Linked DNA regions of Mus musculus: all the other regions are linked to region 6. The links are chromatin contacts, called in public HiCAR-type, HiChIP or PLAC-seq and Micro-C maps. All regions are on one chromosome and are shown on one strand. The core of a region is the stretch at or near the end of the contact, and the rest is flanking DNA. Distances in the headings are between cores, read along the strand shown.

Region 1 (4,269 bases), core at 1,692-4,191, 340 kb after region 6:
AAATTAATGTTCAGACCCACTGAAGAACTGCATCCTTTATTGTCTGCTACTTCTGCAAGCAAGCGAGCGAGCAAACAAACAAAATGCCTGTTTCATTGGTAAATCCTTTCCAAGAGGCTTTGGCAAATCAAAATCCAAAAGTGGGCCTGGAGAGTCACCAAACTGAGCAGCTGAGCTTAGAAAGCTGTTGTTACAGAGGAAATAGACTTTGCCTCACTAAAAAGAACCTGGCCCTGGAGTCATGTGCATAGTTCAGCCTGGAAGCTGAAATTGGCAGAGGGATGAATATGGAAGTTTAATACCCAAAGCCTATAGGTGGGGGGCACTCTCCATGTAGTCCCTCTGAACCAAAAGGCCTGGGTGTCTTTCATTCTTGTATTCCACACGAGAAGGACCAGCTCCCCCAGGGAGCCATGAAGTCAGGCCTCAATGTTCCTTTCCACTCTTGAGCAGGAAGATTCAACCAGCATCTTGCTACCTAGTTGTATGTCAACTTGACACAAGCTAAAGTCATCTGAGAGGAGGGAACCTCAATTGAAAAAAAGCCTCTGTAAGATAGGGCTGTAAGCAAGCCTGTATGAAGCATGTTCTAATTTGTGATTGATGGTTCGGAATAGTCCACCTCATTGTGGGTCCATCCCTGGGCTGGTGGTCCTGGGTCCTGTAAGAAAGCAGGCTGAGCAAGTCATGAGGAGTAAGCCAGTAGGCAGCATCCCTCCATCTCTGCATCAGCTCTCATCTCCAGATTCTGGCTCAGTTTGAGTTCTGGTCTTGGCTTCTCTCAATGGGCTGTGACTCAGGATAGTAAGGCATATAAGCCCTTTCCTCCCAAGTCACTCCGGTCGTGGTGTTTCATCACAGCAACAGAAACCATAACTAAGACAGCCATTAACCCAGAATGCCTGGAATGGTACCAGTAAGCCTGAGCACTGAGGAGCTCTACCGACGGTCTGCTTTATGTCTAATAGAACAAGTTAGGTTGCTCCTTCCTGCTGGGACTGAGTAGCTTCTCTGTTCACTACTCTGACTTTCCAGGTGTCATTTCCTGGCCATTTTAAAGAGGAAATAAGGTAAGACAACAGTGCCAAATTAACCATTGGAATCTCTCTGAAAGACTAGCTCTGTCTTTTCCTGGCTTTGTAGCTCAGGCTGGTCCCAAACTTGGGATCTTCTTGGTTTAACCTCCAGAGTGCTGGGATCGCAGGCATGTACCACCATCCCTGGCCAAGAATACTGACTTTTAAGTCTGGTGTGGTGTGCAGGCTTTTAGTTCCAGCTCTGGATCCTTCGTTCCAGGACACTGGTACTTAGATTAGGCTACATAGTGAGACCCTGTCACCAAATAAAGGCAGTATTCCCTAGGCAACTCGAGTACTTGGTTAATGCCCTCTCTGTGGGGTCTGTCTGCAAAAGGAAAGTTTACATAAGTCCTATCGGTTAGTATGGGTACTACACAGTCCGACTGTCATGTGCGGTGCCTGTTCTCTGTGGCTCCTTCTGTAATAACCTCTGCTGGAGAAGCTCCAGGACATCCACAGGTCCCTCTGTCACTGGGGAAGGAACAGGTGTTCAGAGCAAGGATCTGGACCCTCAGTGAAGAGAGTTGAGCTTCATTCTTTATTAACAACGAAGAGGAAAGGGGCTGGAGAGTTGGCTCGGGAGTTAAGAGCACTTGTTGTTGCAAAGGAGCAGGATTCAATTCCTAGCACCCAGATGGAGGCTCACCACCTCCTCAAACACCAGCAAAGCATGGTATACAGATTCACATGAAGGCAAAACACTCATACACATAAAATAATAAATCTAAATTTAAAGAAATGAAGAGGAATGACCTTGTAAAGAGCTCTCATATACATGTGTGTATGTATGTATGTATGTATGTATGCATGTATGTATGTGTGTATGTATATTGACCTAAAAGTTGGGCTGTATTGTCACGGGTTCTCAACCTGTGGGTTGAGACACATACCCATTGCATATCAGATGTCCTGCATATCAGATATTTATAACATGATTCATAACTGTATCAAAATTACAGTTATGAAGCAGCAATAAAAGTAATTTTATGGTTGGGGTCACCACAACACGAAGAACTATAATAAAGGATCGCAGCATTAGGAAGGCTGAGGAACACTGATGTATGTGAATCAATAGTGGAGTGACGTTAACTGTTCCCAAGGTCAAAGCTCTCAGGAGGAGAGCTGGAACCTGTTCTTTCTAAGTCCACATTTAGCCTATACACTAGCGTGCCATTTAAGAATTTTAAGAAGCATAAATAAGTATTAAAAGGCACAGTTGCTAGTTTACAAAATGGAAAGACAGACTCCAGAGAGCTGTTCTCCTCGGCCTGGTTCTGGGCAACCTCACCTGGGTGATTCCAGACTAGGCCATGTGTTCCAAAAGAGAATGCTCGCCCCTGTATCTCCTACCCTATAGAGAACAGCCTTTTCCTCCCCACTGTCGGGAGATCAGTTTCCTAAACTAGGACAGTGTTGCAATCAGCCACTCCAGAAGGGGCTGTGATTCACATCTGAGCTTCAGAAAACAGTGCTCGTTTCATTTAAAGGGGAGACAAAACAAGGCAAGTGCTTGGGTGCTGACAGATTTCTCCAGACCTTAATTTGCATTCATGTTGCTTCCCAAGCATTTGATTTGTTTTTCTTTCCAAACTGTGTTGTACCACATGCAAGGAAGATAGATTCACTTAATCTGGATCCTGTGATTTCATTGTTTATCGATGTCAATAGCAAGGAGGCAGGAATGTTAGTTAGGGAAGCATCAAATGGCTTTCATTCTTCCATCTGGGAAGCAAACATGAGAATACACCAAGCCCAGACTTTCAGAGACTGGGGCAGCCATCACGGCCAACAGCCACACCAAATGTCAGCTCTCAGGATATTCCCATACAGCCAGGCTGACCTTGGCAGAGATGCCCCAGAGAAACCTCAGTTCCTTCCCTAAAAATAGGATGTGTGTTGATGTTCCCAGCATGTCTAAACTTGCCCTGTGTTTAGCTTGAGGGCTGACCCATAAACATTTCAAAAGAGGGAAGAGTTCCAGGCTGCCTTTCATGGAGGCAGAGAATCTGGCAGGACTGGGCCACAGAGATCTTGGTTCTGTTTCTAATCACTGTGCCCAAAGCCCTGAACTTTAAGGGATGAAGGAGTTTGAGGACAGACAGCCCACCTTGCTGAGGAAGCCCTTGGCAGCATCGCATAAGGTGGCTGGTTAGTTTACCTCTGCAGGGTGGGCTCTGAGGTTTATGCCAGGCCCCCTCCCCTCCCCTTCCCTTCCCCTCCCCTCCCCTCCCCTCTCCCTTACCTTCCCTCCCCTCCCCTCCCCTCCCCTCCCCTCCCCTTCCCTTCCCTTCATTCAGTCTAGTCTCAGAGCCCTTGAACTGGTGCAGTCTACATCCGGGTGGGTCTTCTCTCCAAGAGTGATTGTAATTCTAGGTTGACGATGGAGAACAACCCTTCCAGAGGCTATTTGGAATGATCTGAGTAGCTTCTTGCCTCACATGCATGCCTACACCTACAGAACCTACTTGTCTGCTCTTCACAAAGCTCCACTGTAATGTATAGCTGCACAACCCCCTTACTCAAAAGTGTTCACCACTGGTTACAGATCAAGATACCAAAGACCTATGTGGAAGACCTTCATTTCCAGGCATCCCGGGCATCTCCAGAGTCTCAGCTGCTGTGCTGCCTCATTTGGTTCCGTCCACCCTCCTCCTCCCCCTCCCCCTCCCCCACCCCCTCCCCCTCCCCCTCCCCCACCCCCTCCCCCTCCCCCTTCCTGCTCACCCCAGCAGGGCTGTCCACATGTACCCTGTCCCTGAGACTTCGCTAATTTCCATTTCTTCATTTATTTTTGAAACAGCCTTTTATTGTGTGCTATGTAGACTACAGTGGCCCTGAGCTCACAGAGATCCACCTGTCCCTGCTTTCTGGGTGCCCTAAAGGTGAGTGCTGCCTCTGTGCCTTTGCCTAAACTGTTCCCCCGGGGCAGTTTCTCTTTCTCCACATCTCTATATTAGAGTTCTGCTCAGTCCCAGGGATAATTCAACCACTTCTTTTGCTATAAAGCGCTCTCACATGTCTTCGGGTCTGTGTTAACCATTTCTTTGCTCACCGGCCACTGCCCTGTACTCTGGAAGGAGCTCTTCCCGTCTCTGAACCTCCTGACACTGACCCGAAAGCTTCTGTAACTTCCTCATACTTCAGTCGTATTCTTTCGTTACCATTCGTCCACAGTCCATCTTCTCTCCCC
Region 2 (4,106 bases), core at 963-3,462, 320 kb after region 6:
GAATTGTCTCTCTCCCTCTCTAAGAGGAGATTGCTCCATCCACTGTTGCCATGGTTAAGCCGGAGGATAACACTGAACTCTCTGTGGTGAATACAGTATGAGTTCAGCAGATAGAAGGCTGAGTGTGCGGCTCGGTCGGTAGACTCCTTGCCTACCATGCACAAAGGCCTGGGTTGAATGCCCTGACGAGGCATAAACCCGGCATAGTTGTGCAAGCCTGTAATCCCACCACTTAGAAACTAGACACAGGAGGATCGGGAATTTAAGATTGGGATGGACTGGGATGCACGAGACCCTGCTGCGCAAATAAGCAGAATGGAAAAGATCCAGAGCCAGAGTCTGAGGAGTCTGGACAATCCTGCTTCTACTGTTTCTCAGACACAAGGCCTTTCTCAGACTTGCCAGACTGAGCATTGCTCTTACCTCTGAAAGCTTCTTGCCCCAGCAAACAGCAATTAGCCCAAAGACAAGTGACAGAGCAAACAGGTCGGCTTTAAGACAAAGATTTTAAAAAGGAGGGAAATGAGGGTGACAGCTGATTGATTGACATGTAGGGTGGGCGGGACAGATACTCCCTCCCCACTTCCTCATATCTGCTCTGCTGATGTAATTCTATCATATTTCCCAAGAACCATCTTTAACTTGCTTTTCTCCTTTCTCCCCATTATCCGATCCACTGCTAAATTCTACCTGTTTTATTTCTAAACTATAATCTTCTCTCAGTCGCCACAGGAATCACTCAGCAAGCAAATCACCACCTAGGCCAGCACTCTCTGAAAGCTTCCTAACAGCTCTCCCTCCACCTTCCCCGCCCTCCCTCTCGTCCACCCTTTGCAGTGCCAGCGAGTCACGTTTCAGAACATCACTGTTCTGCTCAGAAGTCTCCTCACTGGGCACAGCACACAGCCTCAGCTCCATCCTGGCCCATGGAATGGACTCCTGCACAGTCCATTCAGCCGTACCCTGATGAGTCACAGTCCCACTTGCCCAGTCTCGACCATACTGTTGTGGTGTCATGGTCACCAATCTCCAAGTCACGCCTCTCTTTTCCTCCTCCTCACACCTTCCCATAATTCCTTAGAAGCTGTTTCCTCAGAGACTGCTGAGATTTTGCCCCTATGAGTTAGAGCCTATCTAGCTCTGCCAGAGCCCTTTATCCCCCATCCCTAAAGCCTATCACTGCCTAGTCACTGGTCACTGGTTTGGCTCAGCCGCCTCAGTATCAATGGAGACCCAGGAATGCATATGAGGCTCCGTTTCAGATCCATTGCATCAGAAAGGAAGCTTGGGCCATCATCTGAGCTCTAGCTGATCTTCTGGATTGATTTGATACCCACAAAGATTAAGAACCAATACCATCATCTGTGGTAGATTAATCAGCTTCTGATCCTCTAACTTGAAAAGTACTCAGTTTCCTAAATCCTCAAAATAATGTGACAAGTAGGCCATCTCTGCATTTTATAGATGGGTATATGTATATAATTAAAAATTTTAATTTAATTAGCATTTCACTGTGCAGTTTCTGTTGGCCTTAAAACTCTTGATCTCCCTACCCTATCCCCTGGGGTTACAGGCGTGGGCCACCACATCCAGCCAGATTGTAAAATTATATTTATCAACGTGTTCTGTAGATGAGGATAATGTTGAACTTCTGACCCCCTGGTCTCCACTGCTCCAGATTTTTTTCCTCAATGAGCCACAAAGAGTATTTTATTTTGTCTTACAATACTCCCTTAGTAGTGGCAAAGCCAAATATTTTAACCTAGTTCTGTCCAAATAGAGACTTCATTGTAGCCTCAAAGCTATACTGTCCCACCTGAATTAGAAAGATCCAGAGTCGTGAGCCACTTCTGGTGTACTGCCAGTGTGGGAACAACCCACAGTACTTTGTATCACCCATCTGGGTGTGCAGGCTAGCATGTACCTGTGTAAGACTCCAGGGAGCCTTAGCTTACTGGGGACTCTCTGAGTGACAATGTAGAGGCAGGATCGATGCAAAAAGCAAGAGGAATTTATTGTTCCGGTGCACTGGGGTCCTTCCCAGACTCAAAGGACAGGCGGCAACCCCCAGCACTCTGTCGGTGAGTTTTTATATGGTTTCCAGGGGCAGAACAGGGCATCAGCAACTAGGCACAATATGATTGGCAGCACAGTACACCCTTTAAACTGGTCTTTAGCAAATGAGGTGACAAGGACTTCCCTTGTCAGAAGGTGCGCAACGTTCAGTCCTGCGGAATGTGTCCCCACCCGCAGGTCGGTTCCCTCCCTGTGGTCTGAGGAATGTTAATTAGCCTCTCCCTTCCGGAGAGGCAAGGGTTTCATGACCTTCCCAAAGTTCCTGAGCTGACCTTTTCACCTGTTATATCTCAGAGCATGAAAATGTAGTCACTACCATGCAGGTCTGAACCTCAGATGGTTTTGTTTCACCTTGGACCTACATCTGGCTCCCAATAGATTACAGATCTCTAGTGATCCCACCATCATGTCAGATATAAGATCAACTAGAAAAAATTTAGTTTCTACATGACTGCTTTTGACTGTGTCCGTGGTATATAAATGAGCTGAGTTAACTAGCAAGGAGGTGAGAGGTATTTACTTCTGGAAGATGAAGTAATTTTGTCAGACTGCAGACGCTGTTTATATAAGTAGAAGATGGAGGTTTCTGGATCAAATCAGATACACCTAAGGACGAGTCTCTTAAAACCCAAGCAACTTTTCACTAATAGGGTGATGTCTGCTGTTAGTATTCATAGCGCAAATTTATATTTTTTTTATATATTTTTATATTGTTTTAATTTGTCTTTTAAAATGTTGACCTTGGGCAAAAATTAAAAAGAGAGGAAGAAAGGAGTATTATAAATTCAAGGTCACCTGGGAGTGGTGGCGCATGCCTTTAATCCCAGCACTTGGGAGGCAGAGGTAGGTGAATTTTTGAGTTTGAGGCCAGCCTGGCCTGCAGAGTGAGTTCCAGGACAGGCAGAGCTATACAGAGAAGCCCTGTCTTGAAAAACCAAAAAAATAAAAATAAATAAATAAAGTCAAGGTCAACCTCAGATTGTAGCAAGTTCAAGGCTCAAAGAGACCTTTCAAAAAACAAACAAATAAATCAACAACAACAAAACAGGCACAACAGCTTTCCTCTGAAAACTTACATTTACATCATGACATGAATGGAAAGTAGAGTGTTGGTGAGGCGTAGAGACAGAGTATCAAACACAGGACCAGGTGCTTAGGTAGCTCCGAGAAGATGCTAAAGTCACTAGAACACTCTGGGAACCCTGCACAGGATGTTTTTCTGAAGGACAGTGGGGAAAAAGGAAAGTCTGGAACTAAGATACAAAGCAATAGATGTGACCAAGATACAAAGTAAATACATCAAGCAAAGATACAAAGTAAATACATCCTGCCACACTTTGACCCAAGTTCAGATGGAAGAGCAGGTCTGAGAGACAGAAAACAAAAAACAACAATCAAACACCCGCCCCCCCCCCCTCCAGCAGTTCCCTGTTGGGGGCTTGGAGGGAGGGGGAGAAGGGATTTGGAGTGGTAGCTTTGCCACTCCACATCCCTAGGCCCCACCTGACCCCTACCCATCACTTCAGGTTCCTATATCTGTCCATTCCCGAACGTTTTTAGAGTCTTTAAGAGGACCAAGAGTATGGAGCATTCTTCTTCTGCCTTCTCTGTCTGTTCCTCTACCAGATGGCAGTAAGCCGAGAGGTCCAGGGTACACACTGGAGCTGGTGCCCAGAGAAGCTTGCTGCAAAGCCACTCCTGATTCAGCCTGGCCTCGCTGCAGGAGCCATCGGGGCAGCAGTAGCATTCTTATAATGCAGAACTAAGAAAGTGAATTGGCTTTCCTTGGTAAATCGTTTGAACACACTTACTAAGATTCCCTTTTGTGTTATATATTTTTATTGTTGCTTTGACCAAAATCTCAACAAGAAGCTTGAGCGAGGAAGGGTTTATTTTGGCTCACAATTTGAAGGCACAGTCCACCATGGTGGGAAGGGAAAGGCATGGCTCATGGCAGGGGGAACATGAGGCGGGGGATTCCTTACATCTCAGTGGACCTAGAAACAGGGAGCAAGTCCATAACTCCCGCC
Region 3 (3,873 bases), core at 122-2,621, 270 kb after region 6:
TTGGCTGTTTCTGTTGTGTCTGGGCTGTGGTGAAGCATCATGGCATATGTAAATACACTGTAGCTGTCTTCAGACACTCCAGAAGAGGGCGCCAGATCTCATTACAGATGGTTGTGAGCTACCATGGTTAGATGGTTGCTGGGATTTGAACTCAGGACCTTCAGAAGAGCAGTCAGTGCTCTTAACCACTGAGCCAGTTGTCCAGCCCTGGCTCTTGTTCTTAATTGTGGTGCTTCTCTAATCCATAGATGTGGTAAAGTGACATATACCTGAAGGCCACAGGAGTGGGATGTCTCTGTCTTATCCTTGCAACTTCCTACGGATTACGAATTATCTCAAAACAAACTATAATTTCAAAGCCCATAGTAAACCACCAGATGTTACACTTTAGGATAGATTGCACAAATCCAGGCAAATGGCCAGCAAGCTGGCTGGTTCTATTTGGTTACTTCTGCAACTTTCCTTTTTTTTTTTTTTTTTTTTTATAATTTCTAAATTTTTTTGCTGCTGTTTGGATTCCAACATTTGGAGCTATGACGTGACACAATAAATAAATCCAAAAACATTGTTTATCTTAACAGTCCAGTATGAGTGACCCTTAGCCCTCAGCTAGTTTAGTACGTATAACAAGCTCCCAAGGAGACCAGCCCCACTGGCCTACAGCCACATACTTGTGTGTGTGTGGTTGGGCAGACTAGCCTCTGAAAGGTTCAGATACCCCAACACACACACACACGCGCGCGCACATGTGCGCAAAGCTGTCCACTTTCTTCCACTCTCCCAGTACATTACATAACGAGGGCCTTTCTGGGCCTTGGTAGGAAGCCAGCCCATTGGCAAAGATGTAGCTAGGGCCCTGGAATTTAATTTCATGCCAGGCCTCCCAAAATGCATTCTATTTTCATCCATATACCCCAGGGAAGCAGCCAAATGGCTCTAAAGTTTACACTCTAGTCTGATGGCTCTCCTCCTGCTCTTTTGGAGGAGACAAGACTCAATATCCATCGGCCTTCCTGTCCGCAGGACCCTGAAGACTCACCCTGGCTTAGTCCAGGCCCCTAGACCCATCTAAATCTGTCATGACAGCTGCTGCTAGACTGACCAGAGATCAAACACAGCACAGGTGATCTGCCTAGTTATTAAAACCTCAGACAGATCTGCCTGCTGGCTTCTCAGTGGACCTGGCTGACATTTGTAATCCTCTCTCCCCTTCCAGCCAGGAGTTCATGGAGAGGAACACTGCATTTAGAACATCAATATTAACTCAAATTTTCCTTTTGGGTTGCAATTAGAAATGACCCCAGCTCGTGTTCACAGCTGGAACTGCCTTGGCTCTCCTTGTTTGTGAATTGCACAGAGGCTGTCTGGACTTGTAAACATTCTAAATTGCAGACAGATCCAAAATTGGGTAATAAAGAAAGGACTGGAGCTATGAATCCCTCTAGGCGGGGTTATTTCTGCTTAGGGATTATGAAGAAATAACTCTTAAAGGAGTCATTCCTGTGGCCTTCCAAACTGAACCTTGAGGAGTCTCCAGCAAAATGTGATGAGAGCTTACTCTGCCCGAGGTTCTGTGCCAGCCGCTGTGAGGATGCTGGAGAAACGCCACATGATCACCATCTCTGAGGAGTTTGAAGGTCTGGGTAAATAACCCGCATTGATAATAGCAGAAGATGCAGGTCACTGAAGTGACCGAGGCCTTCCTGGGGATGGGGTACAGAGGCCAATGAAGCCTCCTGAGAACACGTGACCTTAGGCAGGGACCTGACAGCAGAAAGGAGGATCGTGGTAGCTTATCCCTTCTCATCAGAGCCCCTGGAAGTTGAGGGAGGAGCAGTGCCTCGGATTCTTGAGGGGCCTGGGCTACAGAGTGAAGTCTGGCCAGTCTGGGCTATAGAATGAGACTCTGTCTGAAGTAGTGGTTCTCAACCTTCCTAATGCTATGACCCTTTAATACAGTTCCTTATTTTCATTTCTACTTCATAACTGTAATTTTGCTACTGTTATGAACCGTAATATAAATATCTGATATACAACCCTGTGAAAAGCTAAGACCTTTTTATGGATTGAGAACACAGGTTGAGAATTGCTGGTCTCAAACAAACAAACATCTTTATTTTCTGTGTTCCTGTTGCTCTGACATGGAAACCTTTTTTTGGATCCTGAACAGACAATTGTCTCTGAGTTGGGCAGTCCCTAACGGCCTTTTGGCACATCTTTTAAATGCAGTCACCAGTCTCCAAACATAGGTCCCCAGTATCAGATATACCTGTGTTCTGGAGGCTGAGGCAGGAGGATCCCAAATTCATGAGTTAGAAACGAAACTAAACTACATAGTAAGATCCTGTCTCCAAGCAAGCAAGCCAAAAAGCAGAGGACAGACAGACATTCCAGGGATGAGAGAATCAGGCCGATGCACTGACTGAGGGGTGAAGGCTCCGTTTCTTCACTTGCTTTCTTTGTAAGTCACCAATCCATAAAAAGACATAAATGCCAGCTCCTCTAATCTGAACACTGCACATTGTGTATGTGCAATAGATGATCACACTGTACCCTACAAATACGCACACTTGCATCTCAGTTAAAAATGTTTGAAGCACTGGAGAGGTGGCTCAGTGGTTAAGTATACTTGCTGTTCTTCCAGAGGACCTGAGTTCTAGACCCAGTACCCATGTCAGATAACAGATCCAGGAGATCTGATGCCCTCTTCTGGCCTCTGAGGGGACCTACTCACACACATGTGCATACACACACACACACACACACACACACACACACAAATACACATACATTAAAAATAAGTCTTTTTTTTTTTAAAAAGAAACTTGAAAAGAATGATCAGAAAAGAATAAAAGAGAATGATGTCACTGTAGGTCATTGTCACTTGGGGTGTCTTGCCCTCTCTCATATCACTCGGGGTGTCTTGACAGTTGTTTACCATTCGGACAGCGTGGAGAAGCAGGGGTCTGGCTGACCACGTTCTCCTGGTAGATAGACTAGATGAGAAAGTAATTGAATATTGAGCCCTTGAAGTAAAAGGCTTTTGTTGTTGTTGTTGTTTTATTTTGCTTTGGACTCGGGCCCTTAAACAGGCTAGACAAGAGCTCTATGACTGCACTATATCCCGAGTCCTCTTTTTACTTTTTATTTGAGGTAGGATCTCACTAAGTGGCCCCAGTCTGATGTGATGTAACTCTGTAGTCTAGGTGGGGCTGTGCTTGCAATTCTCCTGCCTTGGCCTCCTGAGGGCCGGGATCACAGGCATGAGTTACCTCCTGAGGGCCGGGATCACAGGCTGGGATCACAGCTCAAAGGGTTCCTGGTCTTATTTCTGTGCCTCAGGAAGGCAGAGGAGTTTTGGAAGCTAGTTTTCTGCGGGCACAGTGGGATACCCAGATCTTGTATGCTTTCTCTTGCTGTCTCTGCAGCCAGTGGTGGAGCAAAGGGCGGGTGGCACAGTTCTGGATGGAGATGAGCGCCAGGCTTAGGTGCCCGATTATCAGGCAGCCTGCAAGAAAGCACCTCTGCGATCTGAAGGAAGACAGAACCTTTCTCTAGCCATCTCTGCCTCCCTCTAGCTCCCCACCCGATGCATGCAACTCAGGCTGTCTAAATCCATGAGAGAGAATAAGAAATACTTCCCAGAAGCCTCCACTGCTTAGACGTGGTCCTCTTCCCGCTTTCCATTTTTTGTTTACTCCTCGGGGTTGGCAGCTGTTCTCCGCAGCCTTGTGCTGACTTTGGGGTAACACAGACGGTTGGCACTGCGGTCCCCTGGCTGTCCCTAACCTTTGTTTGCTTCACTGACTCTAGCTGAGGAGCTGAGCCCTTTGTCTTCACAGCTGGGAAATGATTTATGGCTCTCACTTCCAG
Region 4 (4,201 bases), core at 365-2,864, 400 kb after region 6:
GGGGATACAGTCCGCTGTGGCTGGAGAACGTGTGACACCAGCTGCTTCATGGTGACAGGAATGCAAGATAGGTGGTTACATTATGTCCCTAGTCAAGAAGCAAATATTGAACAGGAGATAAGACTGAGCTGTAAACTTCTGGTAGCCCTCAATTGCCCACTCCCCTCTAGCCAAGGTTCCCCACCTCTAAAACAGCACAGCCAGCTGGAGACCAAGACTTCAAATACTTGTACCAGTGGGGAAATAGTTTACATTCAAACCACACCTGAAACTATAGTATAATGTTTCTCATTACTGTTTTGTGTTTTGGTTGGCTTTTTTTTTTTTTCTTCAGGCAGGGTCTCAAGTAGCCAAGGTTGGTCTTGAACTCCCGATCCTCTTGTGTCAACCTCACATGTACTAGGATTAAAAGTGTGTGCCATTCGCCCCGGTTCTTGTTTGTTTTCTCTTTGAAAAAATTCCTACTTTTGACTTCTGTAATCTTGGACTCGGCCTGAATATATGCTTAAATAACATATATGAAGTATTTGTTCAGCAAACAATTCGATATGCAGGTCAAAAATAATCCTAATTTGGAAAAAAATCACATAGACCTACCCCGTCCACACCCACTGTGCTATAAAACTTGATTGACTATGCATGACTGGCTCACAGTCTTCTGGCTTGGGGAGAAGAGAATGAGGACTCCATTTAGTGGACATGAAACTTCTAAGGCTAAGAAATAGGCTTTGATGACCGAGAAGCAGCGGAAGGCAGCTGACCTAGTTCCAGCTCAATGGCTTTCTTATCATGCTCAGCACAAGAAAGACACAAAGAGTCTTTTCATCTGAGTTCAGAGTCTCTAACCAAGGAAGATAAATGGGAAGCTGTATCCTCATAATTGACCAATACCTGGATATTTTGTTCATTTGCTTTAATCTCGTACGACTTAATTACTGTTTGGGGGAAAACCCTGAACATCATTTGCTATGCTGGGGTATTGAGAAGGTGTATGAATTTTTTAAATGAACTAGTTGCAGGAGGATCAATAACATGTCTTATCAGTCCATTCCCGTGTCAGTCTTTAAATAAGTGACAAGGACTGGATAATGGCACTGTGGTGGACATACAGCATAATGCACACAATGCACATAACTCGCAGGTAATAGACACAGAAGGGAACGTATTGTAGTGTATGGATATAGGCACAAATACTTTGTATAGCATTTGTAGCTTAGTGACAAGTGGACTTACCACCATCTTCTCCGTCCTATTTTTCTCCAGCTTCCTCCAGAATGAACTAGTTAAGGGTAAGGTAACGGGTGGGTAATAGTATAACAAATGTTAGAAGAGACGCTAAAGTAAATTTTTAAAAAGGAGGAAGAGAAAGAGGAGGAAAAAGAGGAGCAAAAGGAAGAAGAAGCGGATAAAGCTAGGTGGGAACTCACACACGTTATTCCAGCGTGAGGTCGGGCTTCTGCAAACCGCGTCTCAAAAAATGGGGGAAAATTACAATAGAAAAAATCTAGAAGGAAGAAGGTACAGAAAAAAGCAGGAAACTGTGAGCTGAGCCGAGTGGCTACAAGGCAGAGCCAGGATATGAGAGGCAGCTGCGCTGTGGGCCTTCAGGGAGTGAACAGGAAAGAAAGACTTTAAGTCCTATTGCTAGCTCTGGGCTATGATTCAGCAGCTTGCTAGTTTTTTCAGAAACTGAAGAAAACGAATTATTGTTCAAACTCTTTAAATTAGAAAGAAAGAAAGAAAGAAAGAAAGAAAGAAAGGAAGGAAGGAAGGAAGGAAGGAAGGAAGGAAGGAAGGAAGGAAGGAAGAAAGGAAGAAAGGAAGAAAGGAAGAAAGGAAGAACAAAATAGATAAGTCTGGAAGAAGCCCACTTCATAATCTATCGCTCCTCCCCACACCCTCCATTTCCCCCACAGCTGCACATGTGCGCATGTGTGCTTGCAGCTTGTCCAGGTAAAAGGTTTCTTGGGTTTTTTGTTTCTTTGTTTTGTTTTGTTTTGTTTTGTTTTGTTTTGTTTTGTTTTGGATTTGGGGGGCAGGCGGGAAGCCTGGGGGGAAGTAGGTTTGGTCAATTGTGGTAGCTTGTGGTTTGACACAAGCTAGAGCTATCTAAAAAGAGGAAAAAAGAGGAGTCTCAACAGACTCTCAACAGATGGAGAGAGTGACTCCATCAGACCATAGGCAACTTTGTGGGAGTGTTGTCTTAATGACTGATGTGGGAGCGCCCAGCTCGCTGTGGGTGGTGCCAGCCCTGGACAGGCGGTCCTAGGCTGTCTAAGAAAGCATCCTGAGCGATCTGTGAGGAGCAAGCTAGTAGGCAGTGTTCCTCCGCAGCCTCTGCCTCAGCTTCTGCTTCCGGATTCGCTCCTTGAGTTCCTGCCCTGACTTCCCTTCGCGATCGATTATAAATTGTGAGATGAAATAAACCTCAACGTCTCCAGGTTGCTGTTTGTCATGGTACTTTGTCACAGCAACAGAAAGCGAGCTGACATTTCCTCACCCCACCCCACTGGCCAGCCCTCAAGCCCCCTCCCCCACCAACAGTCTTCTCGTACCATTAGAGATTGTTGGCCAGGATTGTTTTACACTTACGCCAGCCTTCTATAGTCCAGAAGCTCTACCTCTACTGAAATTTAATTTTAACCTCAACAGATTTAAAACAAAATTAAGTGAATCAAAGAAGTAGGAGTGAGGAAAAAAAAAAAGGAAAGAAAAAATAAAAACAGTACAATTTCCTTAGAGAACCCTAAGGTCAAATTTGAGGCCTAAGAAAGGCAGGATAGCATTCCAGAGAACACCATGGTGCCCAAAGGACAGGCTTCATTGAGAGACAACATGCAGACTTGCTCCTGTCTGACACTGTTCTTGAATAGTGTCATACATTACTATTACTTCAGAAGACACAGGGCTTAGCCAGGCTCAAGGCCAGTCTGGAACATACTGGGAGACTCTGTCCCCCAAATCCTCAAACAAACAAACAAAGAAACAAAGGGTTTCCTGTTTGAACCCATGTATTGAAATGTAGTTGTTAACATTGGAAGTGATCTGTCACAGAAGCTTCCTCATCATTTAACCTCATCCGTAGCTTCAAGGCATGAACCACACCCTGGTCATTCAGGGGAGAGTAGGACAAGACAAGGTAAAAGCGACTATCCAACTAGCTGGATAGAAATGGGAGGTAAGGAGCCAAGTTCGCAGTCACAGTAAATCCATTGTCCCAGACAACAGTCTGGCCTATGTTACCATGAAAAGGAGCTTTTGGGGAAGACAATTTCTGGTACACGGCATATTTCTCCCCCTGGAGAAGCTCACACTTCTGTGTTAGACTCTCTGTGAAATACTATCAAGAGGAAAAATCTACTTGAACTGCTGTGATGAATTGCTTCTGGGAGCACATGCTATGTTTAGAACATTACAAATTCTACGAAACACTAGTATTTTCAGAATTTGCATCAATATGTTTGGAGTAGATGATGTCTATAAAAGTTTTATAATAGGTATACTATTATGACAGTAGCCCTACCACCCACACATCTGAAATACCCAGGGCTCCTAGGATTCAATCACGGTGGGCTTTGATCTTTCCAGCACTTCAGTGTCGCTCCTCTGTAAGCTAGGGTGTGCTGCATAAATTTGTATCTGACACCAGTATAAATGTTAGCCTCTCCTCAATTTCTCCTAACTGCTTAGTGTCCTCATGGTGACTGCACTACCCAGGAAGTCCTGCGACAAACATCTAAATGTCAACTTCTTTATAGAGCTATGCGAGAGTTTTTCATCTTCCTCCCAACAATGTAGCGTTGTTTCTCCAGAAACTGCTTTCTTCCAGAGAGCCTGAAAATGAACCCACACTCATCTTACCTGATGAACCACGTGGAATACCTGCAGCAGAACAGAGCCGTCTTGAAGATGGAAGGCTTTCATACAGATCAATAAAATAAAATAAAATAAAATAAAATAAAATAAAATAAAATAAAATAAAATAAAATATTGCTTTCAAGGGGGAGGAGGGAGAGGTTGGGGCTTTGCAGAGGGGAAACCAGGAAAGGGGATAACATTTGAAATGTAAATAAATAAAATATTCAATTTAAAAAAAAAAAAAAAAGACTTTCCAGGACTAAAGCAAACTAATGGGGCTGGGGATGTTTCGGGTTAGTTGGTTCCTTGTTGAATCAGGAATAGTACCACGTGGTAAGTGGCC
Region 5 (3,997 bases), core at 1,120-3,619, 380 kb after region 6:
TCTTCTTCTTCACATGTTTCTGTACTTTGGAAATGCCTCCATTAGGTGGTAAGCTCCTTCCACCCAGAGTGAACCCACATCACAGCCTTTTTCCTGTGTTTCTTTATGTTACACTTAATGGACACTTAAAAAGGCGTTCTTGACAGCTATTCTTGATTGGTCCTCGGTGCCAATGGGAAGTGACTAATGGCCACTGTCAAATGTCTCCATCCACAAAACTCTTCTGCTACCACCCCTGCCTGCTTTCACATTTTATCCCCAAAGCTCCAGGAGAACTGTCTGGCCAGCATTCCCTCAGTAACCGCCCTTATCGCTGCTACCAAACTCTCCAGCTGCAGTCCCATGCCCTTGCTCTCCATCAAAATCAAAATCTGACCCACTTCTAATCCTACAGCAAGTGGGATTTTCCACATCCTTAGTCCCTGAAAAAAAGGAGGAGCACCCACTCTCCCACTAAAGGCTCCTAAAGCCAAAGAGTTCCCAAGGAAGCCCGATCCTGCCTGGCCAAGGGGGAGGGAAACAATATTAGCAAACGACTGCCAACGGAAAGTGAGCCATGAGGAGGAAGAGTAGAAGAGAAGGCACTGAACTCACAAGAAGGTTAAAAGTGGTGGCTGCCCAGGTTGCTGCTACTTCAAAAGACTGGGGATGTGGCCTACCTTGCTGCTGGTTTACCTTAATGCTGGAACAAAGCACCCTGTTTAACAGGCAAGTTGGCGACATTTCTGAATAAACACTTTTAAAAGCTTACAGAATAAAGCAGAAGGAATGGCTGCTTCTTAGACGTCCTAACTTTCCCCGTTCCATAAGGTGGCTACTGAACCTGTCCTGTGTGCAGGGTAGTTTTATAATGTTGTCCTGTTAGCCGTAAGGCCCAGTGCAGAATAATCTTTTAGGGTTAGAGGAAAGAGTTTTGGCTTATGCATTTGGGGTGGTCTTCACGGATATGCTGTGGCTTTCATTAAACAGCCTAGGAAAGCTCTGGCAGTCCTCCAGACCTGGGCAAACACGTGTGCCCGCAGCCAGTAGCAGCGCTCTGCGTTTCAGCACCACCGCCTGTGGAGAGCGCCTCACCGCAGGGCCGGGTCAGGGACTCTCACCCTGCCCTTCTCCCATCCCCAGAGCCCTGGCTCTCCCTTACTCATTTCCTTGAGTCCCAGGGGAAAAGAAAAATCACCCCAACTTATAACTTCTCAATTTCTGCTTTTAAAGTGACCCCGCGTCCCCCTCTCAGGGGTCTAAACGCGCACACACCCTGCGCCTTTGGGTCCTAAAGCAGTAGCCTTCGAGCGGCGTGGCTTCCGCACCGGCGGCGAGAAATTTCAACCTGCGTGGACAATTACCTCTTTCCTGCCTCTCTGCTGGACCTTTATGCACGCACCCGAGACGCCTGAGCTTTCCCCCTCTCACTGTACGTCCCGAACCTCAAAAAACAAACTCGTGAAGACACGTCCCTACCCCACACACGAGCTCTCACGCACATTCAAATATCCATCTTCACACTCACACCGCAAGGATGCCGGTTGTCATCGCCGCCTTGGGCAGAACCTTGGCCAACTTGGGCCGGGATCCATCTCGCCGGCTCGTGGACCACCTCCCGAAGCAGTCGCCCCGCCCCCTCCCCTTTCCAAGGCAGCCGGAGCCAAACCTCGGCGGGGCAGTGGTACCCTTCCCTCTCCATTAGCCAACATCCACCGCTCTGGGCCACCAAAGCTACAATCTCCAAACATTGTCCGTTGAGCCTCCTGGAACCGCCAGCCAAGCCCAGTATTAGTCTCCTTGAAGCCCCAGTCCCTGCCACTGGTGTGTCGTGTGCGAGTGTTTGTGTCTCCGAGGCACATTTAACTCCTTCGAGCTTTCTGCCCATCCTAAACAAACAGCACGTTATCTTCAGCCCTTCTCCTTCCTTCTTCGCACCCCAACCTCTGCCCCTATCCCCACCCTTGCCCGCCAAGTACTCAAACCACCGCACTCCAGGGCTCTAACCAGGCGCCCCCACCCCACCCCAGAGGACACTCACCCCCCAGCCCCGCACCTCCCCCATCCCTGGCCCTCGGCGAGGCGATCTGGCCCCACGCTAGAGAAGCCTGGAAAAAACGCAGTTTGCGTCGGCTCGTGCTAGCGGGGATAGTTGGGGCTGACCTGGCACCAGCCTGATCAGCCGGCGCACCCCTCCGGAGGGGCGCACGCCTTCCTGCTCAATCGCCTTGGAAAGCCCTGATATTGGCGAGAGTAGAGCAGCGGAAGCAGCCTCCGGGGTGGGCGGGAGGACTCACCGAACATCTGAATGTGCCCTTTAGTGATGGGATTGAAGCTGCCGCAGGCCAGCAGGATAACGTGGGTCTTTGTGGTCTCGGTCATGATGGGATGAGGTCTCTCGCACTGATCCAGGGGTTGCCTCTTTTTGTGTCTCGATATGTCTGCAGACGGAGAAAGGAAGGCGAGGCTCCGGCGGTGGATGCTGTGGACTCCAAGGAGCCGCTCTAGACGCAAACCGCGTCACTCCCCGCCTCCCTTTAACGCTTGCCACTCCGGCTCGATCCAAGGCTGCTTTTGTATTGCTCTCCCTTTGGCTCTGCTTAGTCCTACTTCCTCTCTAGCTTCTTTTGCGTCACTGGTCTTGGTTCCTGACCCTATTGTTTCTACCCTCTCCACCCCACCTCACTGCATCTTACTTTATCTACAAGGAAAGGAGTGGTACCCTGGCATCCTTACAGCGTGGTTGCTGGCTATGTTCTCTCTGTGTCAAATTTCGTTTTCCTGACTCACTTTTTCTCTCCCTGTCTACATTCCCTAACATATCCGACTTCAAAAATGTTTGATTTTATGAATTTTCTTTTTCATGAGCTTTAATATTTAAAGTGACAAATGATAGGTTTTCTTTTCAATAGTGTTCATTTCGGATTTTTTGTTTTGTTTTGTTCTCCTCCCTTATTTAGTGATTCTAAACTATTGACTGGAATCCAAATCTTGACCTGTGGCTACTAAGAAAGCCCTTCTGCTAATGTTGGTCCTTTGTGTGGGTTGAATTATGGGTTTGGGCAGATATGAATGGGAAATTAGTAAGGCTAAGTATTACGAAATTCCTACATCAGCTGTCCAAGTTGAGTCAGTCACCACTCTATGCTTACTTCTTGATGCTCACTCTCTATTGGATGCTGCTGTGGACCCCGAATGATAACTGAATTAACTCACTGTCTGACAGAGCAGATTGGACGGAGTCTGAGAAAGCCTCTCTGGCTTAGACGACATTTAAGGCAGGCCTATTTAGACAAGAAGTTGTTGGTACAGAGACCCGGAGACAGGCTTCCAGTGCTTGTGAACATGAAAGGAGGGCCATATAACCAAAAGTCCTGGACAGGTGGGCAAACAGTAGTAGAGAAATGTGCACCCAGTCATCATATGGGTTTAGGATAATGGACAGGAAGTTCTTATGAGTCACTGACTTACAGTGGAATAACAAAAGGAGGCCATTGAAATCGTTAGACAGAGAGTACCATGTAATTGACATTTTTATGAGATCTCTGAGTGTTGGGAGGAAAAGAACCAAGAGGAAAATAAGAATTAGGAGAAAGTTGGCAGCCTTGGGCAGGTGGTCCTGTCCTGGGACTGCTGGGTATAGAGAGTCAGCAGCAGGGAGATGAGGCAGGGCAGGATAGATACCATAGATTTTGTAGCTTTTAGTCTTTGCGGATGGATGGGATATAGAGACGTTTGGGGAAACGCCTTAAAATTTGAGTTTAGTAAATGAATGGGCTAAGACTCTGAAAAATGAATAGGGGGAAAGGAAAGGTTTGAAGACCGGACAACTGTTCTCTTTGGATGCATTACAGAACCAGTAATTAGATTCCTGATTCAGAAGCACAAGTATTGCCTTCTTGGACGAACAGTTCCTTGCAAGAGTCAGCTCTCTCCTTCTGCATTGTGGGAACTGGGTGTTGAACCCAGGCCATCGGCCTTGGTAGTGAGTACCTTTGCCTGTTCAGCCACCGCATTA
Region 6 (4,328 bases), core at 368-2,867:
CTCTAACACTGACCCTAACGATCATTACCTAGTTATTGTTATATTTCATCATTTCATATGCCCACTACCCCATCTTAAAACTCACATTTATTTATTTATGTGTCATATCATCACACACACACACACACACACACACACACACACACACACACACACACACACACACACGCACACGCGCGCGCGCCCACAAGTCTCATGGTGCAGGTGTGGAAATCAGAATGTGGTTCCTGGAGATTGAACTCAGGTCACCAAGCTTGGTGGCAGGTGCTTTTACCCACTGGGCCATCTTGTAGCTATCAGTATCATTATCTTAAAAAGACTACTGATCCGGAGCTTACACTTTGCTGGTCTGCTTTGCATCTTGGGTTGGGATTAGCACAGTGTGCTGCCAAGCCCGGCTCTCAGCTGGTTCATTTTTACAGCACCCTCCCTTCCCCTGTCTGCTGGTCCTATCAGCACTGCAGGTAGTTCTGATCTGAGACTAAAACGCATGATCTTTTGGCTCGGGCTCTGGGAACTGAGTCATTCTGGCACTGACAATATTCTGTGACTCAGCAGGTCCGAAGAGGAGGATGTCAGAATCCAGATAATTTCGAGTCTTTTAAAGGCAAGCTAGGACACACAAACAACAGAGTGGAAGAATTTCAAAGCAGGTCTGCGTATCCAGGGGAAAATGTCATTCCATTCCCAGCCTTCTCACTTCCTTCCTTGCCCGGTTAAATGACAGTCACATTTTAATTTAGAGCAAGGAAATCACAAAATTGACTCTGAAGCTGAGATCGAGCCCTGTGTTCCACAGGGATCCAGTCCCTTGGACACCTCGGGATCTCTCCCCTCAGCGTGGGCAGGGCTTGCCCCGGGATACAGGAGGCAATGCCCGGGACGGCTGGGGAGGGCGAGGTCACGCAGGCCACCGCACCGTTGCGCTGTGTTCAGGCTCCAGAGTCAGGTAGTGGCTGAGCTATACCGTAAGGACTGACATCTGGTTGGGCCAGGGTCCAAGTCCTCATGAAGTCAAAAACACAGATTCCGGGCCACCTCACCCACCTGCGTCTCCCTTTAAGAACCTCCTCTTAGCCTCATACCCTCCAGGGCAAGATCCTCTAAGGTACAAGACCTGGATGAGGGTTCCCAACCCACCGAAGCCCCTACCCTCCCAGCATGCACTGCCCAGCACCCCACACCCCACGCCCCGCCCTCCTTCCCTCACTCACGCTCCCTCTCCGCCCACCTTGGGCCCCTCCCTCTTACCCCCTCGCCCAGCCCACCTCTAGTCACGCCCATCCAGAAGTCCTCCCACTTGACCCCTTGCCTCTTCCATCTCGCGCCCCCCTCCCTTTTGCTGCCGGTCCCGCCCTCCTCGCACCCCACCCTCCTACTCCACCGCCCCGCCCACCTCGCGCCCGGTCCTCTGGCTCCCGCCCCTCCCATCTCGCTTCTCTGGCCCACCGCCCTCCAGGCCGCCCCCGCCGCCGCCGGGAGTCGCTGGGGAGGACGCGTAGGGCGGGGAGCAGCTCCTGGCCCGCGTGAGCTGCCGAGGAGGCCGGCCTTGGGTTTTCTCCACCGCCAGATCCCACCCCGCCGGGCAGACCCCACCCCCTTCTCCTTCCTCCTGGGGCGCGCTCTCGAGTGCGCGCTCGGAAGTCGGGGGTCGGCGCACAGTGCAGGCTGCGCACCGGGAGGTAGCGGAGGCAGCGCGATCTTGGCTCGGACGCCCACCCATCGGCTCTGCGTCCGGCTCTCGGCCTCCAGCCCGGTCCACAGCCCGGCCTCGGCCCGCAGCGGAGGATCGGCCTCGGGATACGCCGCTAGGCGAGTGCAGCGCGGCACCCCAGCCTTTGCCGAGGGCCCGCGCGCAGCGGGATGACGGGCGGCGGGCGGGCCGCGCTGGCCCTGCAGCCCCGGGGGCGGCTGTGGCCGCTGTTGGCTGTGCTGGCGGCTGTGGCGGGCTGTGTCCGGGCGGCCATGGACGAGTGCGCGGATGAGGGCGGGCGGCCGCAGCGCTGCATGCCGGAGTTTGTTAATGCCGCCTTCAATGTGACCGTGGTGGCTACCAACACGTGTGGGACTCCGCCCGAGGAGTACTGCGTGCAGACTGGGGTGACCGGAGTCACTAAGTCCTGTCACCTGTGCGACGCCGGCCAGCAGCACCTGCAACACGGGGCAGCCTTCCTGACCGACTACAACAACCAGGCCGACACCACCTGGTGGCAAAGCCAGACTATGCTGGCCGGGGTGCAGTACCCCAACTCCATCAACCTCACGCTGCACCTGGGTAAGCGATGACAGCCCCGTCCCCACTACTCGCTCACGGTCCAGCTCCGGGGCCGCATCCATGGAGCCGCTGGTCCGGCCTGAGGGGCCTGTCCAGCCGCGTGCTGACGGTCTGTTCTCCAGCGTGGGCCACACACAGAAATTCCTTTCTCCAACTTCTAAAATTCATCTCGCTTTGAACATCCGGTGAGGGCCACCATGTCCCACGCTAGCATCTCTCTCTTTTTTTCTTACTCTTTCTAGTCCAACCGGATTCTCGTTCCGTTGATTCTTTTCTATTTCAGCAGTTAGGATTTTGGACCAACACCCCCCCACCCCCTTTTGCACCCTGAGGCGCTAATGAAACACTCATCCTGGCAGGACAGGACTATCACATAGCATGCTTACATTAGAGTCTTGAAGGTCCACTTTCAAACACTTGTCTTTAAAATGTTTGTCTGTCTCCAGGGTTGAGAATGATTGCTCTTAGTTTTGATAGGGGAATTTGAGGGGAGCAAATGCCTTTGCCGCCGGTATTTCTATGTGTAATTAAAGTGGAAGTTCACTTTTAAAGTTACTGTTCTTCAGAGCTGTTCAGCCTTAATTAGGAGCTGTTTCACTGCTAATCCTAGTTGGGAGAAAACAGAAAGGTAATGAAGACACTCTCTGTAATTGAGGGCAGTTTTGTTCCGGTGTAAAAAGCTCCAAGGCTCTCCTGGATAGTCTTCCCTTTTGCTTTGATCCGAAGCAAGTGTGGAGACAAGCATGCTTTAGAATCCAGGAGAGGGCTGAAGTAGGAGACTTCATGGCAGAGCCGTGGATGAGCAAGGCTGTGATTATCTGAACGGATCAAAGTTCCTGCTTCACCTGGAGATGTTTTCTTTACTTTTGAGACAGACAAGAGAGCAGAAAAATTTTCATTGCTGTGTTCAGTTGTGCAACATTAAGTGTGAAAAACTGATTGTTGCCCTGGGATATTTGAGAGGGATATTTTGTAGGCAGATAGTCCCCTGATCGTGGTTTCAGGGTTTTCTTTCCACTGCTCTTCATTATATTATATTATATTATATTATATTATATTATATTATATTATATTATATTATCAGGGAATTTTCTTCAGAGAAAGACTATGACTTAGAGAAAGTGCCTTGAAAGTGTAAATGACTGTGTGTGGAGGAAGTTTTAGGAGAGCAGTGTTACTGCCTCTGTAGTAGATGCTGCCTTTTTCTTTGTAGACGAGTCACCAGGCAGATGGAACTTTTTGAAAACAAGCTCATAAATGAAAATGTGAGGCATCCGATTTTCAGTAATTAAGAGTGAGTTCGGTTTTGAAAAGGACTGGAACGACATAGAAGTGTAAAAGTGATGCTTTGGAGAGATGCCTTTCTCCAGACGGCACTCCGCTTCCCAAGATCTCTGGGAGTCCTTTGAAGTAGCTTCAGAGTTTTTAAGTTCTATAACTTATGTCCAGTTATTTTTAACTTTTTTTTTATGTTTTACTTTTTTTTTGTACTCAATTCTGAATCCCCTTGAAGTCTTGCTTAATCCGTTTTCAGATTTAAAAAAAAAGAAACAAAATTCAGAGGCAAGGCCTTGACGTCTCCCAAGTGCCTGAGATGCCGTTGAAAAGTTCTGAACAATAGGCTGTCAATCTCTGCTTTCCTCCTTCTTTAGGCTAAGGAGCTGAGGTTTATTTCAGGTGATTGCAGAGGGAGAAACTAATCTCTGGCGAAGTCTCTGTTGCAGAGACATGCGCTAGGGTAAGAGGGCAGCCAGGTTGCTACTGTTGGGGGCCAGCTATATTAATTAGCTTTGGGCCATGTTAATGACGAGGCCAAAGAACTCTTCCATCTCATTAGGACGGCAACATGATATTTTCTATACGCTTGGACTTGATTTTACTGAAAAATTCTTCAGTTGGTTGCTAAATGACATTCATAAAACTGGGGCTCACTCTGGCTGTCCTGGGACTCACTATGTAGACCAGGCTGACTTTGAACTCCTAGAGAACCCCCACCTGCTTCTGAGTGCAGGGTACTGCGATTCCAGGTGTGAGTAGCCACACCCAGCGGGTT
Region 7 (3,824 bases), core at 92-2,591, 280 kb after region 6:
AAGCAAACACTGATTAAACCAAGCAATTTCTCACACATCCTTCAAGATCTGCTGGAAATCCAAAGTAGCCAATTCTCTTGGAACTCAGATTTGGCACGTGTGCAGTGCCCGTCTCTGTGCCCCAGCCTTTAATTCCTGCTGAGTAGGAGCCCAACAGTAACCACAAGTAGACTTGTATGCTAAGTCTTCCCTGAAAAACACATACTTTTTTTTTTTTTTTTTTTTTTTTTTTTTGGCCTCAAACTTGCTATGTAGCTTAGCTCCTAATCTTCTTGCTTCCAAGTACTGGGGATTATAGACATAGACCATCATACCCAGCTTTGTGCAAGCCTTGGGAAGTGAAGAAACCGAGGAAAGTTGACTCTGTTTTCCTCTTTCTTTATTAAAAGATAAGAGAAGGCTCAGAGACAAGAGACTGCAGTGGCTAGAGAAAGAACCAGGAGGATACCTGGAGCTCGTTCCAGGTTCAGTGAGAGACCTCATCTTTAAAAAAAAAAAAAAAGAAAAGAAAAAAGAAATATATATCTTTATATATTTACCTATATTTATATAAATATTTATATAAATTTAAACAAACAATTATGTATTTATATAAATTTATGCATTGATATGTTTATATAAATTTATGTATATATTTTATATGTTTAAATTATATATAAATATATATTTATTTACACATACACATATATATTCATACACATACACACATGAAATCCACTGAGAAGACACCAGATCTCAGGCACTTGCATATACACATATCTGTACATACACACACACACACACACACACACACACACACACACACCCCTATACATATACATGTACGGCTCATGCCATCATTCACTGGAACCGGACTAATAACAACAAGAATTTAATGTGCCAGCCATTGTTCCCTGGGCCTTAAGGTAACTAGTGGTTCTGTGGCCTAGCTATCTAGCCCCTCTGGGCGTCCAGCCTGACACTCTCTCTTGTTGGCAGACCTCAGTCATGTCTGAAGGAGAAACACCCAGGTTAGAGGAGAGACTTGGCCTCTGTGGGTGGGAGTGGAGACCAGGGCCGCAGAGGCAAGGCTCACAAGAAAGGACTCCATTTGAGTCGTCTGCCGAGAGTTAGGTCAGCTCTGGGAAACTCGTTCCCAGGCAGTTTTTGAAAAACCAAAAGAGGTCATTTTGTTCTCCCTGAGAAAGGAAATCCCCTAAAGAGAGCAGTGGGCGGAATTTCTGAGGGCACGGAGTCTCTGGAAGCCAAAGGCGGGGTCAGGGAGGCCAAGGCAGTGGGATCATTACACAACCCCCTCTCCTTGGGAAAAGCCCAGCATCCTTCCTGCCTGGAGTGAGCCGGAGGCCACGGGCTCCATCTGCTGTGCCCTGGTGAGACACACACCAAAGAAACCCAGTTACTGGCCTCCATCTATTCTTTCCCTTGATAGACGCCCAGCAGAGGGTGTGGTGTCTCAGACAACAAAAACAAACAGAAGATCGTATCTGTACGTCTGTGTGGGGCCGGGGTGAGTGTTGTGTATGTAAGTGCAGGTACCCATTGTGCTGTGCAGTTTTATGATAGCTTGACACAGCGAGATATCTGAAAGGAGGGAAACCTCAACTGAGAAAATGCCTCTATAGGATCCGGCTGTAGGGCATTCTCTTGATTAGTGATCGATGGAGGCAGACCCAGCCAGTTGGGTGTGGGGCAATCCCTGGGCTGGTGGTCCTGGGTTCGATAAGCCAGCAGGCTGAGCAAGTCATGGGGAGCAAGCCACTAAGCAGCACCCCTCAATGGCCGCTGCATCAGTTCCTGCCTTGATTGAGTTCCTGTCCTGATTTCCTTCAATGACAAACAGTGATATGAAAGTGTAAGCGAAATAAACCCTTTCCTCCTCAACTTGGATTTTGGTCATGGTGTATTCAGCACAGCAATAGAAACCTTAATAAGACACCACAGTGGCCAAATGAGGGCTCAGATCCTCTGGAACTGGAGGTAAAGGCAGTGTGAGCCCTCTGAGGTCAGTACTGGATCCCCCACAAGAACAGTAAGCATTTTTAACCACGGAGCCATCTCTCCAGCCCTTAGGACTTGCATCTAAGGCCATAGAAGGGGTGACACTGAGTCTACACACAGCCTCTGTACTGCCCTTGCTGCCAGGCAATCTCTGTGGAGATATGGGAGTGTGCGCCCCTGCCCTTCCTGGGACTGTCACGGTGGGTATACTGAACTGGAAGTCAAGGTTAGATAGAGTCTGGTCTGTTTCCACGGGAAAATGGCCCTGGCTTTGGACTTCTGGAGGCCTGCCTGTAAAAAATAAATCACCTTGCATCAATTAGATTGCATCAGCATTGAGCACCTACTATGCACCAGTGTGGGAAACCAAGCACAGGGAACACTAGGATTTCTATGAAAGCTCAACCTGGAGGAGTTTACTTTCTAAACTGATCATTCCAACGCAATGCCTCCTGCTCCAGCGGTTGCCGGGCTGAACTGACATGGCGCATACACGCGTGTCTACCAGCTCCAAGGATCACGGTGATTTTCCAGAGGCACAAGGAGAACCAGAAGCAGGGCAGGACACTAAGAGTATCTCAGGCAAGGCCTCCCCTCTCAGCAGGGCCTCCAGCACAGAGGCAGGGGTAGAGGGGGGTGGGGGGAGGGGGGAGGGATTGGGGATGGGCCTGTCTGCCTCCTGCTTCCACCTGCTAAGGTAGCAGTGCTAGCTCTCTTTCTCCCCCTCCTCCCTCCATCTCTTCCCTCCTCCCTCCATCTCTCTTTTCTTTCATTTGTCTTTTTTTCCTTTTGCTCCCACTATTCTACAAGGGAGTCCTCCACATGGGGAATCAACAGAACATTCTTGTCCCATCAGACAAGAGTCGTTGGGGACTCCCATGGGACTGGGAGGGGAGGTAATCCCTGAAGGTCCTATGCGGGAGTTTCCCCATCTTTCTGCCTCCCAGCTGTGTCGCTGGGAAGCTCCTGTGGTCTTCTTCCTCCCGCTGGCTTCCCCCATTTTCTCCCTTTGCCTTCTCTGTCCATCATGGGCGTGCTGGGATAGATTTCTTCTGGCCAAATGAGTGGAAGAAAGGAGAGAAAGAGAGACCACAGAATAGCAGCACTAATGTCCTCGGAGAGCAACTCTCTGAGTTACCAGAGGAGGTGAAGTAATAGACTCCAAGAGTGAAACAGGAGAAGACAGAGACGAACCTTCTGAGATGGGGGAGCATTTAGGAGTTGGAATGAGGCGACAGTATCGGAGAAGGAGAGGGGAGGGGCTGAGCGGTGTCCTGGTTTGAACAGAGCATCCCTTTGGTGTTTTGTCAGTTTGAACAGCAAGGGATGCTGAGGATGATCGGGGAACAGTGGACCCTGCAATGGGAAGAGGTGTTACTTGAGGGCCAGGCAGGGGAAGTGTTCAAAGGGGGAAATGGGGAGGCTTAAGTAGATACTTTGAAACAATACTCCTCCACTACAGGGGTGAATAACAAGGATGTCGTGAGCCTGGGGTTGAAGAGAGGGACCCTAGATGGATGTTCTTGTAAATGTATTCTTTTGGAAGGTTATGGCTTTAGCAATCTGTATTTCTTGTTACCACACATATATTCATGAGAGTTCCTTTGTCATAACCCCTCCCTTCCTTCTCTCTCTCTCTTCCTCTTTCTTTTTTTTTTCTTTCACTCATTATTTTGTTTCTCTATAGCCCTGGCTTACCCCAAATGGAGGCAACCCTGCCTCAGCTATAGACATGAGACACGAGACCTAGCTTCTTTCTCCTCCCTCTTCCTCTTCTCTTCCCTCTCCTCTTCACCCTCTCCTCTCCTTCTTTGCCCTCCTCTTCT

What was found. Hi-C and Micro-C count contacts between places; a contact is called where the count stands out from the background. HiCAR-type assays count read pairs that join an accessible place to other places. HiChIP or PLAC-seq counts read pairs in DNA pulled down with a chosen protein or histone mark.
Region 1: an RNA polymerase II HiChIP or PLAC-seq map of embryonic stem cells shows a contact between it and region 6, with 10 read pairs. The contact joins the enhancer-like site here to the promoter of Lamc1 in region 6. A contact is called at or near these places in 5 of 39 promoter capture datasets (the 3T3-L1 cell line, the C10 cell line, cranial neural crest and 2 more), 1 of 484 Hi-C or Micro-C datasets (embryonic stem cells) and 2 of 115 datasets of contacts at active chromatin or transcription factors (both in embryonic stem cells).
Region 2: a contact with region 6 is called in an H3K27ac HiChIP or PLAC-seq map of embryonic stem cells, with 9 read pairs. The contact joins the enhancer-like site here to the promoter of Lamc1 in region 6. A contact is called at or near these places in 4 of 39 promoter capture datasets (3T3-L1-derived adipocytes, the HPC-7 cell line, hippocampal neurons and 1 more), 1 of 15 datasets of contacts at CTCF or cohesin (the NIH/3T3 cell line), 2 of 484 Hi-C or Micro-C datasets (both in embryonic stem cells) and 3 of 115 datasets of contacts at active chromatin or transcription factors (all in embryonic stem cells).
Region 3: a contact with region 6 is called in a HiCAR-type map of fibro-adipogenic progenitors, with 5 times the contacts expected there. The contact joins the enhancer-like site here to the promoter of Lamc1 in region 6. A contact is called at or near these places in 7 of 39 promoter capture datasets (3T3-L1-derived adipocytes, the C10 cell line, cranial neural crest and 3 more), 1 of 15 datasets of contacts at CTCF or cohesin (the NIH/3T3 cell line), 9 of 484 Hi-C or Micro-C datasets (the C2C12 cell line, brown adipocytes, embryonic fibroblasts and 5 more) and 15 of 115 datasets of contacts at active chromatin or transcription factors (the NIH/3T3 cell line, bone marrow-derived macrophages, craniofacial prominence and 9 more).
Region 4: a contact with region 6 is called in an H3K27ac HiChIP or PLAC-seq map of embryonic stem cells, with 6 read pairs. The contact joins the promoter of 1700040K01Rik here to the promoter of Lamc1 in region 6. A contact is called at or near these places in 1 of 39 promoter capture datasets (embryonic stem cells), 1 of 484 Hi-C or Micro-C datasets (cortical neurons) and 7 of 115 datasets of contacts at active chromatin or transcription factors (the 230-238 cell line, bone marrow-derived macrophages, embryonic stem cells and 1 more).
Region 5: an H3K4me3 HiChIP or PLAC-seq map of forebrain shows a contact between it and region 6, with 3 times the contacts expected there. The contact joins the promoter of Nmnat2 here to the promoter of Lamc1 in region 6. A contact is called at or near these places in 3 of 39 promoter capture datasets (the 3T3-L1 cell line, embryonic stem cells and stem cell-derived epiblast-like cells), 5 of 484 Hi-C or Micro-C datasets (the N1E-115 cell line, cerebellar granule neurons, cortical neurons and 2 more), 6 of 115 datasets of contacts at active chromatin or transcription factors (astrocytes, embryonic forebrain, embryonic midbrain and 3 more) and 1 of 9 other capture datasets (pancreatic islet).
Region 7: a contact with region 6 is called in a Micro-C map of the HL-1 cell line, with 4 times the contacts expected there. The contact joins the enhancer-like site here to the promoter of Lamc1 in region 6. A contact is called at or near these places in 11 of 39 promoter capture datasets (the 3T3-L1 cell line, 3T3-L1-derived adipocytes, the C10 cell line and 5 more), 1 of 15 datasets of contacts at CTCF or cohesin (the NIH/3T3 cell line), 17 of 484 Hi-C or Micro-C datasets (the C2C12 cell line, the HL-1 cell line, the N1E-115 cell line and 10 more) and 17 of 115 datasets of contacts at active chromatin or transcription factors (the NIH/3T3 cell line, craniofacial prominence, embryonic forebrain and 10 more).

Annotation. Positions count from the first base shown.
Region 1 is chr1:152,991,178-152,995,446 of GRCm38.p6, reverse strand. The region is part of intron 1 of Nmnat2 (nicotinamide nucleotide adenylyltransferase 2); the gene reads right to left. Among named protein-coding and RNA genes, the nearest start is that of Nmnat2, 38 kb to the right of the region's middle. Within about 2 kb of position 2,941, at least 31 of the 459 cell types and tissues checked have an H3K27ac peak or open chromatin away from gene starts, as enhancers often do. A contact at or near this core is called in embryonic stem cells, where this site is marked.
Region 2 is chr1:153,007,642-153,011,747 of GRCm38.p6, reverse strand. All of the region lies in intron 1 of Nmnat2 (nicotinamide nucleotide adenylyltransferase 2), which reads right to left. Among named protein-coding and RNA genes, the nearest start is that of Nmnat2, 55 kb to the right of the region's middle. Within about 2 kb of position 2,212, at least 51 of the 459 cell types and tissues checked have an H3K27ac peak or open chromatin away from gene starts, as enhancers often do. A contact at or near this core is called in the NIH/3T3 cell line, embryonic stem cells and stem cell-derived epiblast-like cells, where this site is marked.
Region 3 is chr1:153,062,734-153,066,606 of GRCm38.p6, reverse strand. All of the region lies in intron 1 of Nmnat2 (nicotinamide nucleotide adenylyltransferase 2), which reads right to left. Among named protein-coding and RNA genes, the nearest start is that of Nmnat2, 110 kb to the right of the region's middle. Within about 2 kb of position 1,371, at least 74 of the 459 cell types and tissues checked have an H3K27ac peak or open chromatin away from gene starts, as enhancers often do. A contact at or near this core is called in 3T3-L1-derived adipocytes, the NIH/3T3 cell line, brown adipocytes and 6 more, where this site is marked.
Region 4 is chr1:152,932,218-152,936,418 of GRCm38.p6, reverse strand. 1700040K01Rik (RIKEN cDNA 1700040K01 gene) reads right to left here and starts at 1,614. Exons shown (of 2, transcript NR_166417.1): 1 at 1,234-1,614; 2 at 1-88.
Region 5 is chr1:152,953,473-152,957,469 of GRCm38.p6, reverse strand. It overlaps Nmnat2 (nicotinamide nucleotide adenylyltransferase 2), which reads right to left and starts at 2,369. Exons shown (of 11, transcript NM_175460.3): 1 at 2,277-2,369. The coding sequence starts at 2,361.
Region 6 is chr1:153,330,075-153,334,402 of GRCm38.p6, reverse strand. Lamc1 (laminin, gamma 1) reads left to right here and starts at 1,617. Exons shown (of 28, transcript NM_010683.2): 1 at 1,617-2,275. The coding sequence starts at 1,864.
Region 7 is chr1:153,045,813-153,049,636 of GRCm38.p6, reverse strand. The region is part of intron 1 of Nmnat2 (nicotinamide nucleotide adenylyltransferase 2); the gene reads right to left. Among named protein-coding and RNA genes, the nearest start is that of Nmnat2, 93 kb to the right of the region's middle. Within about 2 kb of position 1,341, at least 83 of the 459 cell types and tissues checked have an H3K27ac peak or open chromatin away from gene starts, as enhancers often do. A contact at or near this core is called in the C2C12 cell line, the HL-1 cell line, the N1E-115 cell line and 5 more, where this site is marked.